2 separate regions of the Sus scrofa genome follow, and region 1 is linked to region 2. Evidence: chromatin contacts called from public HiChIP or PLAC-seq data. All regions are on one chromosome and are shown on one strand. Each heading gives the region's core, a stretch centred on a gene start, on an enhancer-like site or on the middle of the called end of the contact. The rest is flanking DNA. Distances are from core to core; before and after follow the strand shown.

Region 1 (7,415 bases), core at 2,534-5,033, 160 kb before region 2:
ACATTCCAAACCAACTGCCCTCAAGAAATGAAATGTGCGGAGTTCCTGCTGTGGCATGGGGTGGTAAAGATCTGGTGTTGCCACAGCTGTGGCATAGGTCACAGCTGCAGCTTGGATTCAGTCCCTAGCCTGGGAACTTTCATATGCCATGGGTGAGGCCAAAAATAATAATTATAATAATAATAATGAAATATGTAAATACATCTTTAGAAGTTCTGTATTCCTTCTACAGACTTTGTATAAATGTTGTTAATTTAATATCATATTTGTCTGTAAAGATTAAAAGGATTACTGGTTAAAAGGAAGGGGAGCGGACACAGAAAGTTATTCCAGCAGCTCACAGACCAATGGCAAACAAGATTTTCTGTGGATCCCTCCATCCTTTCTAGCACAAACCTTTCTTTTGGTAGAAGGAACTAATAAAAGATATCATTATGTCAGGGTCTTAAAGTACAAATTATGCGAAAGATAACAGCTTAAAGGAGCAATTCCATTACATGTGTCTTTTTTTATTTTGGAGCACTCCCATTTTGTAGTTTGCTGTAGTGTTATTATTTGTTCAGTCCATTTAGTTTAAATGAACACATGTGAGCCATGCACAGAAAAGCCCTATAAGCAGAGGCAGGAAACACATCAAATCAAGTTTTCAACAGATGCCCTGAGAATGACTCTAAACCACCATTTGGTGATCTTTTAAAGAGACCAACTTAGGAGAGAGATTAAATTTTGTTTCCCACATATACAGACTGGTCACGAGGGCCAGAAACAGCTGTAGAGTAGGAGAGGGGGCTCTGGGCAGAATCTTAAGGAAAAATAAGCAGAGAGTGGGTCAACAAACCTCATGGGGGGCTGGACTTTGGGAGCCCCTCCCCACCAGCTCATTGTGCAGAGACGTGGGATTGAGGGATTGAAAGTCAGAAGTTACTCACGCAAAGCAATGGTTATCAATGTTGCCAGGAGAAAAAACGGTGAGAAAGTAGGAGGAACGGTCCTTTGTGTTAGTGTCTGCCTCTTCAAACTGCACAAGACATATTTTATAGTTGCTGCACCACTGAAGTACATTTAGATATCTCATTTTTTAAATCAAGAATCTTTTTTTTTTTTTGTCTTTTTTGTCTTTTTAGGGCTGCGCCTGCAGCATATGGAGGTTCCCAGGCTAGGGGTCCAATCGGAGCTGTAGCCCCCGGCCTACACCAGATCCACAGCAACGTGGGATCTGAACCATGTCTGCAACCTACACCACACCTCATGGCCATGCCAGATCCTTAACCCACTGAGCAAGGCCAGGACTCGAACCTGCAACTTCATGGTTCCTAGTTGGATTCATTTCCGCTGCGCCACGACGGGAACTCCTAAATCAAGAATCTTTTTTTTTTCTTTTGCTATTCTGCCGCTCCTGCGGCATATGGAGGTCCAGGCAGGTCGAATCGGAGCCGTGGCCACCAGCCTACACCAGAGCCACAGCAACGCAGGATCCGAGCCGCGTCTGCAACCTACACCACAGCTCACGCAACGCCGATCGTAACCCACTGAGCAAGGCAGGACCGAACCGCAACCTCATGGTTCCTAGTCGGATTCGTTAACCACTGCGCCACGACGGGAACTCCTAAATCAAGAATCTTAAACAGATTTTTTATCAGATGTACCTGGACCTACATGGATCCTAGGCGCTACCAGGTCACTATGTATTTTCTTATTTATTTATTTAGTTTTTCTGCAAGAAGAAAGACTGTCTGCATTAGCATCTAGTTGCAGCACTATTTACCCGAGAAGCATGGGTGTGGCAGAAGTCACCTCCTAATTACACGAGCACCACATTCAAGTTCAATGTACAGAATAATGCTCTAATGCCTTTTGGTCTTTTCGGGTGTTCGGCCGAACGATCATTCCAAGGGATATTGTTAGATGTTAGGTAATAATAACGTAACAAAAGAAAACAAAGAGTCCTATTTATAAATGGAGCTAACCACTGGATTAAACAAATTTAAAGGTATTTCTTTACTGCACATGTTTTCAGACTTTTAATATCCTAATGTTCTTTGTGACCCTTCAAGAGAGGTATATATGATGTAAAAATTCCCCTAGGAGTTCCCATCATGGCTCAGTGGTTAATGAATCCGACTAGGAACCATGAGGTTGTGGGTTCAATTCCTGGCCTTACTCAATAGGTTAAGGATCCAGTGTGGCCGTGAGCTGTGGTGTAGGTTGCAGATGCGGCTCGGATCCCTCGTTGCTGTGGCTCTGGCATAGGCTTGTGGCTACAGCTCCGATTGAACCCCTAGCCTGGGAATCTCCATATGCTGCGGGAGCAGCCCTAGAAAAGGCAAAAAGACAAAAAAAAAAAAATAAAGTAAAAATTCCCCTAATCATTGTATCATGCACCTCCATTTGCTAATAACAAACTGTCTTGGGACCACTCATGTCAGCTGACTGCAGTTTGGAAAATACTGTAGAGCCTATCTTGGAATAAGGATTATATTTCAAGGCTATTTTTACTTAAGGGACTAAGAAAAATGGTAGTGCGTGGACCCTTCAGTAAACATGAGCTCATACCCCTCTGCTTCTGTCCAGGAGGATTTCATCTCTCATCTGATCCTGATACTCTTGGGAGCATAAGATTAGTGCTGAAGAAAGTGAGAATTCTGTCTGTGTAAGGTTTCCTGGATTGAACCCAGAGGTTTTTAACTGCTTTAGTCAATGACTTGTTCCCTGGAAGCCTGGGGTATCACACCAAAATTGTTTAATTGAGTTGAAAAAGGTTATTTACAGTATTTTCCACATAACTGACTTTTTCAGCCAACTGATTTGCATATAGTACAACATTGCTAATTTAGACTAATGACTGAGAGGACCCTGGAGATTACAAATTTAAGAATTAGAAAGTACAGTAAGTGAAAGCATGAAATTAAAAGCAATTTGAGCTGTCTTATCACAAAAGGGACTTGATTAGTCCATGCTTATTATTTATGGTAGTGATTTATAATACGCCATCATTTACTTTGTAATGAAATCTTCATAATGTGACATTATACTAGCATCTTACAAGAAAGGTGGACAAAGCTCCCAGAGAGTTGGTAAAGCTTGTCATCTCTCCGGATGAACACATTCATTCACACAGTATTTACTGTTCTATGCTCCTGCCCTGGGCAAAGTACCTTTAAGCACAATTTTAATGGCTTTTTTCTACCACTATAAGACTCATAGATTTTCACTGGAACTCAGAAAGCATTGAAAATACAAAGAATAAAACAGAAAAAGAACACCAGTAAATCCCATCGTGCAGAGATGACCACCACTTACCTTTGCCATATTTACTTCCAATATTTTCTTATGCATCTATATATGAAGAAAATGTGGAATATGTAAATACGTTTGCATAATTATGATCACATTTTGTTTTCATATTTGTATTCTGGTTTTTCACTTAGTTGTTGATAAGGACATACCAAATCATATATATGTATGTGTATGTGTGTGTGTGTGTGTGTGTGTGTGTGTGTGTATAAAACTTAATTATAACTGCACATATAAAGTGTATCTTAAAGTCATCACTTATGTCAGCTACATTAATACTTAGAAATCAGCAGTTGTTTAGGTGCAATAATTAGAAAATAAATTAAAATCATCCCAATAGTCCAAGCTGGTCTTGCATCATCAGAAATATGACACTTGTGTGTTTTTCTGAAAAGCTGAAACTAACTCATTATGGAAGACCAGATAAATTCAATTCAGAGCTGGTATTACTCACACTGGCTACCAAAGCATTCTCTTCCCCATGTAAGCAGCTACAACTTTAGGGAAACAGGAAAAAGCACTGATTCAGTCTACACTTAGTCTTCTAATGAAACTGAACTTCCTGAGTCATTAAGTTGCATCATAATTTCCATAGTCAATTTCAGCCCACTTCACTTTGGGGAACTTCCAGAAAAGGAGTTCCTGTTGTAGTTCTTTGGAAATGAATCTGACTAGTGTCCACTAGGACCCAGATTCATTCCCTGACCTCACTCAGTGGGTTAAGGATCTGGTGTTACCATGGCTGTGGTGAAGGCCGGCAGCTGCAGCTCTGATTCAACTCCTAGCCTGGGAACATCCACATGCCAAGGGTGTGGCCCTATAAAGACCAAAAAAAAGCTCCATAAAACTAATTCTTATTTTCATTGTTACTATTTCTAATTCATAGGTGAATTAATTGTAGGATGAAATGAGTATGTGATGTTTATAGGACTACATATGAATTGAATTTCTTATCATTCATAAGGGTTTGCTTCTTATTTTTAATCCTCTGTCTTCTACACAATCTCAAATGAAGACTAAAGCTGTGCCTGAAGGAAACAGATGTGGCACAGTCATTCTCAATTAAAGCTATGGCCACTATGTGAGAATAATTGGCTTTAATTAATGTGTTTAAAAGCTTTAAGCTGACCATGCATTTACACAACTCCCCTAAAAGCTTCCTCACAGCAGCCTCTGAAGTGTGCCTAACAATCTCTGAGAAAGTTCCTTAGAAGCTCTTCAGTAGTCTTGATAGAAATATTTCACCGAGTGCTATGAAAGCACATTAATGTTTAGTAGTTTTGGAATTCACAAGTCCCATCTCCTTTATGTTCAGTTATACAAGACACCCACCCAATGCAGCTCACAGCAGGTTCTCAATAAAGACTCACCATCACACATTCTTAGTGGAAATTTAAATGGCCACTGAGTTCTTTCATCTCTAGAATTGATGACTTGCAGTCTTTTCACTGATATTCCCTGGAAAGCTGCTACAGTCTTGTAATTTCTATTGTTAATCTGAGGCATTCAGAGTTATAAAAGAGAAGCAAGAAGTCCTTTGTTCCATTTCTTCCAGGTCATAAATTAATCTCTTTGGTGTAGGTTGAGGTAAAGGAAATTCCTTTGCGATGCCCAGAAAATAATTTAACTCGAGTTAATACAGAGAGTTGTTTTCCAGGAAAAGAAAATTCACCCTTAATGGTTCTGCTCCATGTCTGCCCCAGCTGACAACATTATACACACTACCTCATTTGAACCTCCCCATGACTTTAGAGTGAAGAGAGAGGCTTGGAGTGTTTCGCCCAGGATCTGACCTGATCCTACATCTATCTGACTTCAAGCTTGTGCTGTTCCCCTTGCCCCATGAACTCTTTAACAATCATTGCATAACTCCCTATAGATTTCCAAGGCTACAGTATATGCCAAGTGGCCATGGGGCCCAAGGAAGTGACCACAAAGGAGAAGCAGCGGGCTCTCCTGCTCTCCAGGAGGTATGTTTTAACACTCATGTCACTTTACAAGAATGCAAGGTCTAGATAAAATCTGGAGCTTTTCTCCTTCATCTGTTAATGTATCAGATAGTGTGCTAAGCATCGGGGGTACTTTTGTCAAATCTTAGGAAAAAAGAATTTTGGAGTCCTCCAAATGATATCCATACTGGACCTGGGCTCCCCCAAATTTCCCCACAGAATATCTTTTTTTGTTTGTTTTTTTAGAGCTGCACCCATGGCACACGGAAGTTCCCAGGCTAGGGGTCAAACCAGAAAAGCAGCCGCCAGCCTATGCCACCACCACAGCAACATCAGATCCAAGCCACAACTGCAACCCACACCACAGCTCATGGCAATGCCGGATCCTTAACCCACTGAGCCAGGTCAGGGATCAAACTCGCGTCCCCATGGACATTAGTCAGGCTTGTGACTGCTGAGCTGCAACGGGAACTCCCCCACAAAATACCTTGACTCTCTCCAACAAAGAATCCTCTCAGCCTCGGAATAGATAATCATGAATCATCCCCAACGCTACCCCTGTCTATAAATGTCCATCCCTAGGACAGCAGGTTCCTAAAATCATTTATTCATTCAACAAATGTGTTTCGAGCATCCACTTTTTGCCTGATACAATTGTACTTACTCAGAATACAGCAATGAAAAAAGCAGGAGATCCTAGCCCTTGGGAAGCCTACATTGTGGCAGGACAGGGACAAGAAACAATAGGTATTATAAATAAGCAAATTAGACGTCACATATCAGGAGGTGAGTAGGGCTATAGACAAATATCCAGTATTGCAAAGGGACTCAGGAATATGCAGAGAGTATGGGTTGCCATTTTAAATCAGACACTCAAATTAATCCCCAATGAGAAGCAGATATTTGAGCAAAGGCTTAAAAGAAATTAAGTGGTGAGCCATGTGCACATCTGGGGAAGAAGGCTCCTGAGAGATGTGCAAAAGTCCTAGGACACAGGCATGCCTAACACGTGTGAAGAAGCCAGGAGGGCTGTGTGGCCGGAGTGGAGTGGACTCAAGGTAGAGCAGTAGGATGGAGTCAGATATGAAGGCCTTTGTAGGACAGAGTAAGGACTGGGTTTTTCCCAAGTGGGATTGACTGCTAAATGACCTAATAGGCCTAACACATTAAAAAGGCTTACTCTGGGGGCTGCATTTTTGAGTCAACAGTAAACATTTGGTGGGGGGAGAGGGATATGGGCAGAAGCAGGAAGCCCATGTCACAAGGCTACTAAGTAAGATGGGAGACGATGGTGTCCTAGACCAGTGGGAGTAGCAAAGGAAGCCAAACTCTGGAGCCACATGGCAGAAGGAACTAAGAGTACAATATGTGAGCAAAGGCTTAAATGAAATTAAGTGGTGAAGCATGTGCACATTTGGGAAGAAGGCTCCTGAGAGATGTACAAAAGTCCTAGGACAGAGGCATGTCTGAATATGGAGGTTATGTTGGACATAAACTCAGTGAAAATAGTAGGTCACTGGTTCATGAACCTCTCCAATACAAGGTGGCTTGTGTGACACTCTTGAATACTTATGGTGACCTTGTACATTCACAATCCTGGACCAAAACAGCAAAGGTGTGGATAGAACCACCACTAGTCTCTGTTTCTCATCCATTGTGGGACTCTGCTCACATCGCATTATTTCTGTGTATTTTTTTGTCTCCCATCCACAATTTAGAGATAAAACCTTTCTCATGGGATTATGAAAACAATGAAAAACACAGGTAAAGATTTTAAATCCTTGAGTAAAAGCATAAACATGGTAAGTAAAAAAATTAAATTTAAAATGTTTTTTCAATATTTGTACTCTTTGCTGAAGTATGTTCTCCATGTGGTTTATACAAAAATACATCTATCCCTGTTGTTTGTATAAATAAATCTTATATTGACAGCAATTGTTTCAACTTCCTTTCTTTTTTTAATGATTTTTGTTTTTTTCCATTATAGCTGGTTTACAGTGTTCTGCTGATTTTCTACTGTACAGCAATGTAACCCAGTCACACATATACCTATTCATTCCTTTTTCCACATTATCATGCTCCATCATAAGTGACTAGATATAGTTCACAGCAGGATCTCAGTGCTTATCCATTTAAAAGGCAATAGTTTGCATCCATTAACCCTAGACTCCC
Region 2 (6,535 bases), core at 517-3,016:
TAAAAATGAACAGACCATTAGTAACTGAAACTAGATTTGAACTTTATAGAACTATTTGAATCTCAAAAGTCTTACAGTTTCTCCCCAGGAATAAGTGCAGTCAACATGTTCTCATATTTACACCTTCATTCAAGATATTAAGATGGGGAGTTCCCATTGTGGCTCAATGGAAATGAATCCGACTAGGAACCATGAGGTTGCAGGTTCGATCCCTGGCCTTGCTCAGTGGGTTAAGGATCCGGCATTGCCGTGAGCTGTGGTGTGGGTTGCAGACGCAGATCGGATCCCGCATTGCTGTGGCTCTGGCATAGGCTGGTGGCTACAGCTCCAATTCAGCCCCTAGCCTGGGAACCTCCATATGCCACGGGAACAGCCCAAGAAATGGCAAAAAAAAAAAAAAAAAAAAAAAAAAAAAAAGACATTAAGATGGAAATAAACTTTGAGCTTTGGATTTAGGTCAAAACAAGCAAACAGCCAAAAGTAAAGTTTGCTAATTGTTCTTTATTGCAAAAGAAGTTAACGAGCATCTGCTTTTCGTCAGCGGCATAATGTGGTGCTTCTTTTTTTTTTGTCTTTTTAAGGTCACACCCATGGCCCATGGAGGTTCCCAGGCTAGGGGTCGAATCCAAGCTACAGCTGCCGGCCTACACAACAGCCATAGCAACTCGGGATCCAAGCAGCGTCTGTGACCTACACCACAGCCCACAACAACGCTGGGTACTTAACCCATTGAGTGAGGCCAGGGATTGAACCTGCATCCTCATGGATGCTAGTCAGATTCGTTTCCACTGAGCCGTGATGGAAACTCCTTTTAAAAAAAAAAAAAGAAAAAAAATGTGGTGCTTCTTGAGAACATATCAGGCCTCTAGCAAAGGTGATCCAGGCAAGCATTTTCCCATTGAAGAAGAGGTACATTATTTATTCTAACTAAAGAATTTACCCCTGGGAAATTTTCTCATCCAGTCAGGTTAAGATGAAACCATCATGTCATGTGTAAACATTAAAAAAAAAAAAATGAAATACTGATCATCCTGAAGGAGCCAATATACACAGCAGCATTCTAAATGTTACAGGTTTCAAAGGCCTGTGGCTGTTGACAAGTACCTTTCACTGTTTTCCACTGTTTCAATACTATGTTAAGGTATATGTTTTTGTTTTTGTTTCTTGCTTATAGTCCAAACTGGGCTATTTGACCCTGATCTTGTGCACAGCCCATACCCTTGTGTACGGCGGGAGGAGATTCCTTGATCCCTCGACCCTCAAGTGGTGTCTTCCGTCAGCCTACGTGATAGCGCTGATCATCCCTTGCACCCTGCTGGTGGTCAAGTTCATCCTCATCCTGCCGTGTATAGACAAGCCCCTCACCCGGATCCGCCAGGGCTGGGAAAGGAACCCCAAATTCTTGGAATCGGCCCTCAATGGAAAAACAGATCTTTAAAGCAAGGTTCAGTTCACCCAAATTTCTGAACTGTGGTGTCCTACGTTCAGAGAAGAATGACGGGGACAGTCAAGAAAGTACTTTTCTCCCTCCATGGCGTGAAGGTTGTGAACCAAGAAAGAAATCACACATGGCTTTGAGAAGTGGACACCAGTTTATCTCGGGGCTGTAATGAATCAGGGCTAGTCCCTGCCTCCGGCGGGGGGCGGGGGGAGATCATGATTTTGTCATAGTTTTTTGATTTCACATTAATCCTAGCTTTGTGATTTCATACCAACAAGCTTCTTTGTTGTGGGCAACATGCATGACCTAATGTTTTGCAAAATCCAGGGGAAGTATTTGCAACTTCCTTCTCGGGCACAAGGACTGAGTAGAGTGAAAGAGAAAACAGTAAGAGGGTAGCTGCTGCTAAAGGCTTTAACAGATATGTCTGAAGAATAAGGCTGATGAAGTAAAAGGAATGAATTTTTTCTGTTTTTTAGGAAGTACAGGTGATCATAAATATTGCCATGGTGAATTCTGAACTTACATGTGCTCTTTGATTTTGCTTTTAGCAATACGGATTTACACTGCAGGGCACTATTTTATAACACAATAAAATATCACAATTGATTGGAAGTAAGCATGGGTTGAATATATGCAAATCTATACAGCTGTCATAAGAGCCTTCTTCTACAAAGGATAAAGAATAGGAGAGATTGAGTTAAAATGAGGAAAATCCAGTTGGATTTTCTCAATAAGCAAGGAAGGGTTGATAAAATCCTTTGCAAAAAAAAAAAAAATAATAAATTACAAGTAAACCGTAATTTGAGACAGCAAGCTAAATACATTTTGTAAAGTTGCATCATATCAGGTTTGGTATTACTTAGGTCTTGTGGTATACTTTATAAATTATATATTCCAAATGCTGTTCAACATAAATCATCTATGAAATGAATTTCTAGTAATGGAAATATAACTTCTGTAATTTGTCATAGTTTATTGTAAACTTAAACAGTGAAATTAAATGAATAACGAAAATGTAAGTTGGACCGATACACAGAAGAGAGAGAAGGATGGAGTCTCAGGGGAGAGGGCTGTGAGCAGTAGCTGTGATGGGAGATTTGGTTTATTCTCAGATCCTTGCTGGAATGCAGGATCGATCTCTCTGCTTTTCTGCACTGATGGTGCCATTTCCAAGATGACCTTCAGCAGCATTAGCCTTCCTGGCTCTTGCATGGAGCTGAGAGAAGCCTTATACATAGTCTTGCCACGTGCCAACATAACCAAAAGCCTTTCCACAGGCTTTGTGCCTAGTCCACAAAGGCCATTCCTTTTTACTTTATTATCATATAGTCCATATGAAATTATATAAAATGATTGAAATATATTAAAACATCACCCACAGTCCAGGATATTTTTTCTATAAAACCTTTGGAAAATAGTTCTATCTATACTATATACTAAATTTTATATCCTTCTTTTTCTGCCTATAGTGTGGCGTTGTTCGCTTACTTACATGGTATATGGTTGAATCAGTGGCTGCATCATATTACACCAGATAGGCAATTATTTAACTACTGCCCTAATTAAACATTTAGGTTACAGCCTTTTTTACTAAAACAAATAACTTCTCAGAGGAAATCTTAGCACATATAAATTATGTCCATATTTTAAGTTACTCCCTCAGAATACTTGCTAAGAATTGGGATTAAAAATTAAAGAAATTTTAATAGCATTTGTTATGTATATATGTATACATATATGTATGTGTGTATATGTGTGTGTGTGTGTAAGAGTGTGTGTATGTGTGTGTGAGAGAGTGTGTGTGTGTGTGTGTGTCTGTGGCCAGATTACTTCTAAAGTCAATATCATTGGCATTGAATGAGGGGATTGGTTTCATTATGCCCTTACAGATTTTGCTTTTCATTTCAATTTGCATTCATGAGAAGATACACAGAATATATGCTCCATTAACTTATCCCTGATCCATTCAGGCAAGGATGCAGAAAGGCTCTAGAATTTAAGCGGAGCTGAGGTGTGTGGTGCTGACTCGAACATTTCGGTGAAAAAGACCGAAACACTGTCACTACTCATCTCTTCTATTTTATCCAAACTAGCCAAGGGTTTGAGGGTTGGAGGCTGCTCTTTGACTAGAGAATCGGTTGATTAAAGGTTAGGTACTATCCAGGATGATCTAAAGAAAGCTTTTGGGGTCAACCATGCTCTTTTTTTTAATTTGGTAAAAGAGTAATATGTTTTTACTAGGTCATGGTTCATCACTAAAAACAGAAAATTCCACACTTCGGTTTAAAAAAAAAAATACCCTATGTTTATAACCCAGTAAAAATGTTCTACCTGAGTACCTGGGTACCACACAAAAGCCATCCACAAAGCAAGACTTGAAAGAGAGCCCCTGGTGGTTTGGGCATCACGGTGCAATTGCTGGGCAGGAATACTCAGCTTCACCCACAAGGACTCCCAGCCCCACCAGCTGACCAGAGAAGTCAATCTCCTTCTTTTGTCCCTTCCAATATTCCTCCCTTCCCAGACCATCAAACCAATTTGCCCATCCTAACATAGCTGACTCCTCCAGTTTATCACTCAAGGTGGAAAGAATGAGTCTGGGACAGATGGAAAGAGGTATGTCAGGTGAACTTTATCCCTTTTAGCTGTTCCAAAATGTTCTTCTACCTTAAAAAGTCAGACTAAACTTCCTCACTGCTGATGTGTTTCCTGTATTCTAGGAAAATTTTTTTTATTTCATAGACCTTTTATTTTTGTATGCTTTCCCCACATTAAGGGGTGCCTCCTTTTGTAAACATGAACTCATTAAACATTATTTTAAAAATTATTCTAGTTTGTAACCATTCTGGCTTCGACTCATCAGCATTCCAAAGAAAGTGCCTGAAAGGGTTTGAATCACAGCAGTACTAGCATTTGGAACTAAAAATAGTTCCTTTCAGGGATAAGGAAAAGGAGAGGCAGTACAGGGGTTGAAAACTACAGGAGTGGATTTGCAGCTTCACACAACATCCTACCTGTCTTGCAGCTTCATTCCAACATCTTGCCTATTTCAGTTTTACCCTCAGAGAATGGGAGCATCAGCTGGCCAAAGAGGGGTAGGAACAGACTCTCCTACATTGGACTTTCATGATAAGAAAAAACAAACAAACAAGACTTTCCTTCCTTCCTCCAGATGGATGCCACCCAGATGGGCAAAAGTCAGTTATGGATAGACTAACTTTCAACCTGTGGGAGCAGACATGAAGCACCCTGGACAACCAGACAGCTGCAGCCCTAATGGGTGTTATTAGCCTTTCAAAAGCAGAATAAAACAGATACATAAAGAGAGGGCCCGGGAGGTCCCACTGTGGCTCAGCGGAAACAAAAAACCCAACTAGTATCTATGAGGATGTGGGTTTGATCCCTGGCCCTGCTCAGTGGGTTAAGGATCCAGCATTGCTGTGAGCTTTGGTGTAGGCCATGGCTGCAGCTTGGATCTGGCATTATTGCAGCTGTGGTATAGGCTGGCACTGCAGCTCCGATTCAACCCCTAGCCTGGGAATCTCCATATGCAGTGGGTGGGTCCCCTCCTCCCCCCCCAAAAAAAAAACAGTCAAAAATAAATAAATACAGAGAGGACCCAGCAACCTGGAGTAAGCTGGAAGGAAATGGAACAAATCCCTTATTCAAAAGCCATAGTTAGAAATTGCATTCAAGAGCTCTTCATGAGTATATAATTTAGGGATCACAGAAGAGCCATGATGATGATGAATCTACATAATGAATTTGACCTCTAGGAGCTCAAAAGGCTCTGGACCTCCTCCAAAAATCAAGGTGGAATGGCAGGCAAGGTGCTGCACAGAGAGCTCACAAGTTCCATTCTCCACCAATACCCCCATCGTCCACCCCACCACCAATTTAATACACACACACCAAAAATGTCCTCCTATGATCCTCCTCCAATGTTCTCCAGGGAGGTAAGATTGCCATGTAGAAGAACCCTCCAGTCTCCCAAAGATGTGTCCAGTAGAATTCAGGAGGAGAGAAGTCACCCTATGTGCATTACTTTCCTGAAGCCCAAGGCAAAGCCCTGAGATCTCAGGTAAGAGGAAGCAAGAAGAACCCAACTGAGGAAGGAGAAGGATTAGGGTGAAGGGGAAAGGGACAGAGGCAGGAGAAAGGGGGAGTGTGGATGAGCAGGATTGCTCATCCCTGCCCAAGCCCTCCCTATATCTCTCCCTTCCCATACCATCGAACCAGCTGGCCCATCCTAACCCAGCTGACTCCTCCAGTTTACTTAAGGTTCTACCTGTTTCCTGCTCTGAGGGAATCTTGGAAGGCATTTAAGGATATTGTTTGCATAATACTGAGCAGACACAATATGCTTGACATACATTTTCTTATGTAATCCTCAAAACAATTCTCTAAAGTACTCTTATTACCCCCATATTTCAGAAGAAACTGAGCCTCAAAAATACTGGGTGCCTCGTCTAGCAAAAGGCAGGAGTGGGATGTGAATGGAGGCCACCTGAATCCAGGGTCGCTCCCTCCCAACATCACAGTATAAAGGAGGACCCTCATGCAGTCCAAAATGTCCCTTGAAACCCATATACTAGGTTGAGTGGACTGAACCACTGGCAACTCTTTTTTGAAATATTTTTAAAGAAAGCTTTAAATGTTCCTGATTGCCCCATCTTTAACCCTCGGAAGTTGCCTACGTTAGATCTTAGGACGCCCATTAAGGTTGTAGTGTCGCATGATCCCATGGTTGCAGCATTGAGCTCAGCTCGGTTGCAAGTGCCCTTTTTTTGCGAGGGGAGGTCTTTTTGTCTTTTTTTAGGGCCACATCTGTGGCATATGGAGGTTCCAGGCTAGGGGTCTAATTGGAGCGGTAGCCGCCAGCCTACGCCACAGCCACAGCAACTCAGGATCAAAGCTGCATTTGAGATGTACACCAGAGCTCAGGGCAACGCCAGATCCTTAACCCACTGAGTGAGGCCAGGGATCGGACGCACAACCTCATGGTTCCTAGTTGGATTCATTTCCGCTGCACCACAACGGGAACTCCACAAGTGCCATTTTAATCATCTACTCCAGTCTGGCCACAAGCTT

What was found. HiChIP or PLAC-seq counts read pairs in DNA pulled down with a chosen protein or histone mark.
Region 1: a contact with region 2 is called in an H3K27ac HiChIP or PLAC-seq map of alveolar macrophages. The contact joins two enhancer-like sites. A contact is called at or near these places in 9 of 47 Hi-C or Micro-C datasets (alveolar macrophages, blood, embryonic fibroblasts and 4 more) and 1 of 2 datasets of contacts at active chromatin or transcription factors (alveolar macrophages).

What each region holds. Positions count from the first base shown.
Region 1 is chr9:68,701,534-68,708,948 of Sscrofa11.1, reverse strand. The region is part of intron 1 of LOC110255471 (a long non-coding RNA gene); the gene reads right to left. Among named protein-coding and RNA genes, the nearest start is that of STEAP4, 130 kb to the right of the region's middle. Within about 2 kb of position 3,783, at least 7 of the 83 cell types and tissues checked have an H3K27ac peak or open chromatin away from gene starts, as enhancers often do. A contact at or near this core is called in alveolar macrophages, where this site is marked.
Region 2 is chr9:68,544,197-68,550,731 of Sscrofa11.1, reverse strand. STEAP4 (STEAP4 metalloreductase) reads left to right here. Exons shown (of 5, transcript NM_001166489.1): 5 at 1,175-1,590. The coding sequence ends at 1,438. Among named protein-coding and RNA genes, the nearest start is that of TRNAE-UUC, 16 kb to the left of the region's middle. Within about 2 kb of position 1,766, at least 1 of the 83 cell types and tissues checked has an H3K27ac peak or open chromatin away from gene starts, as enhancers often do. A contact at or near this core is called in alveolar macrophages, where this site is marked.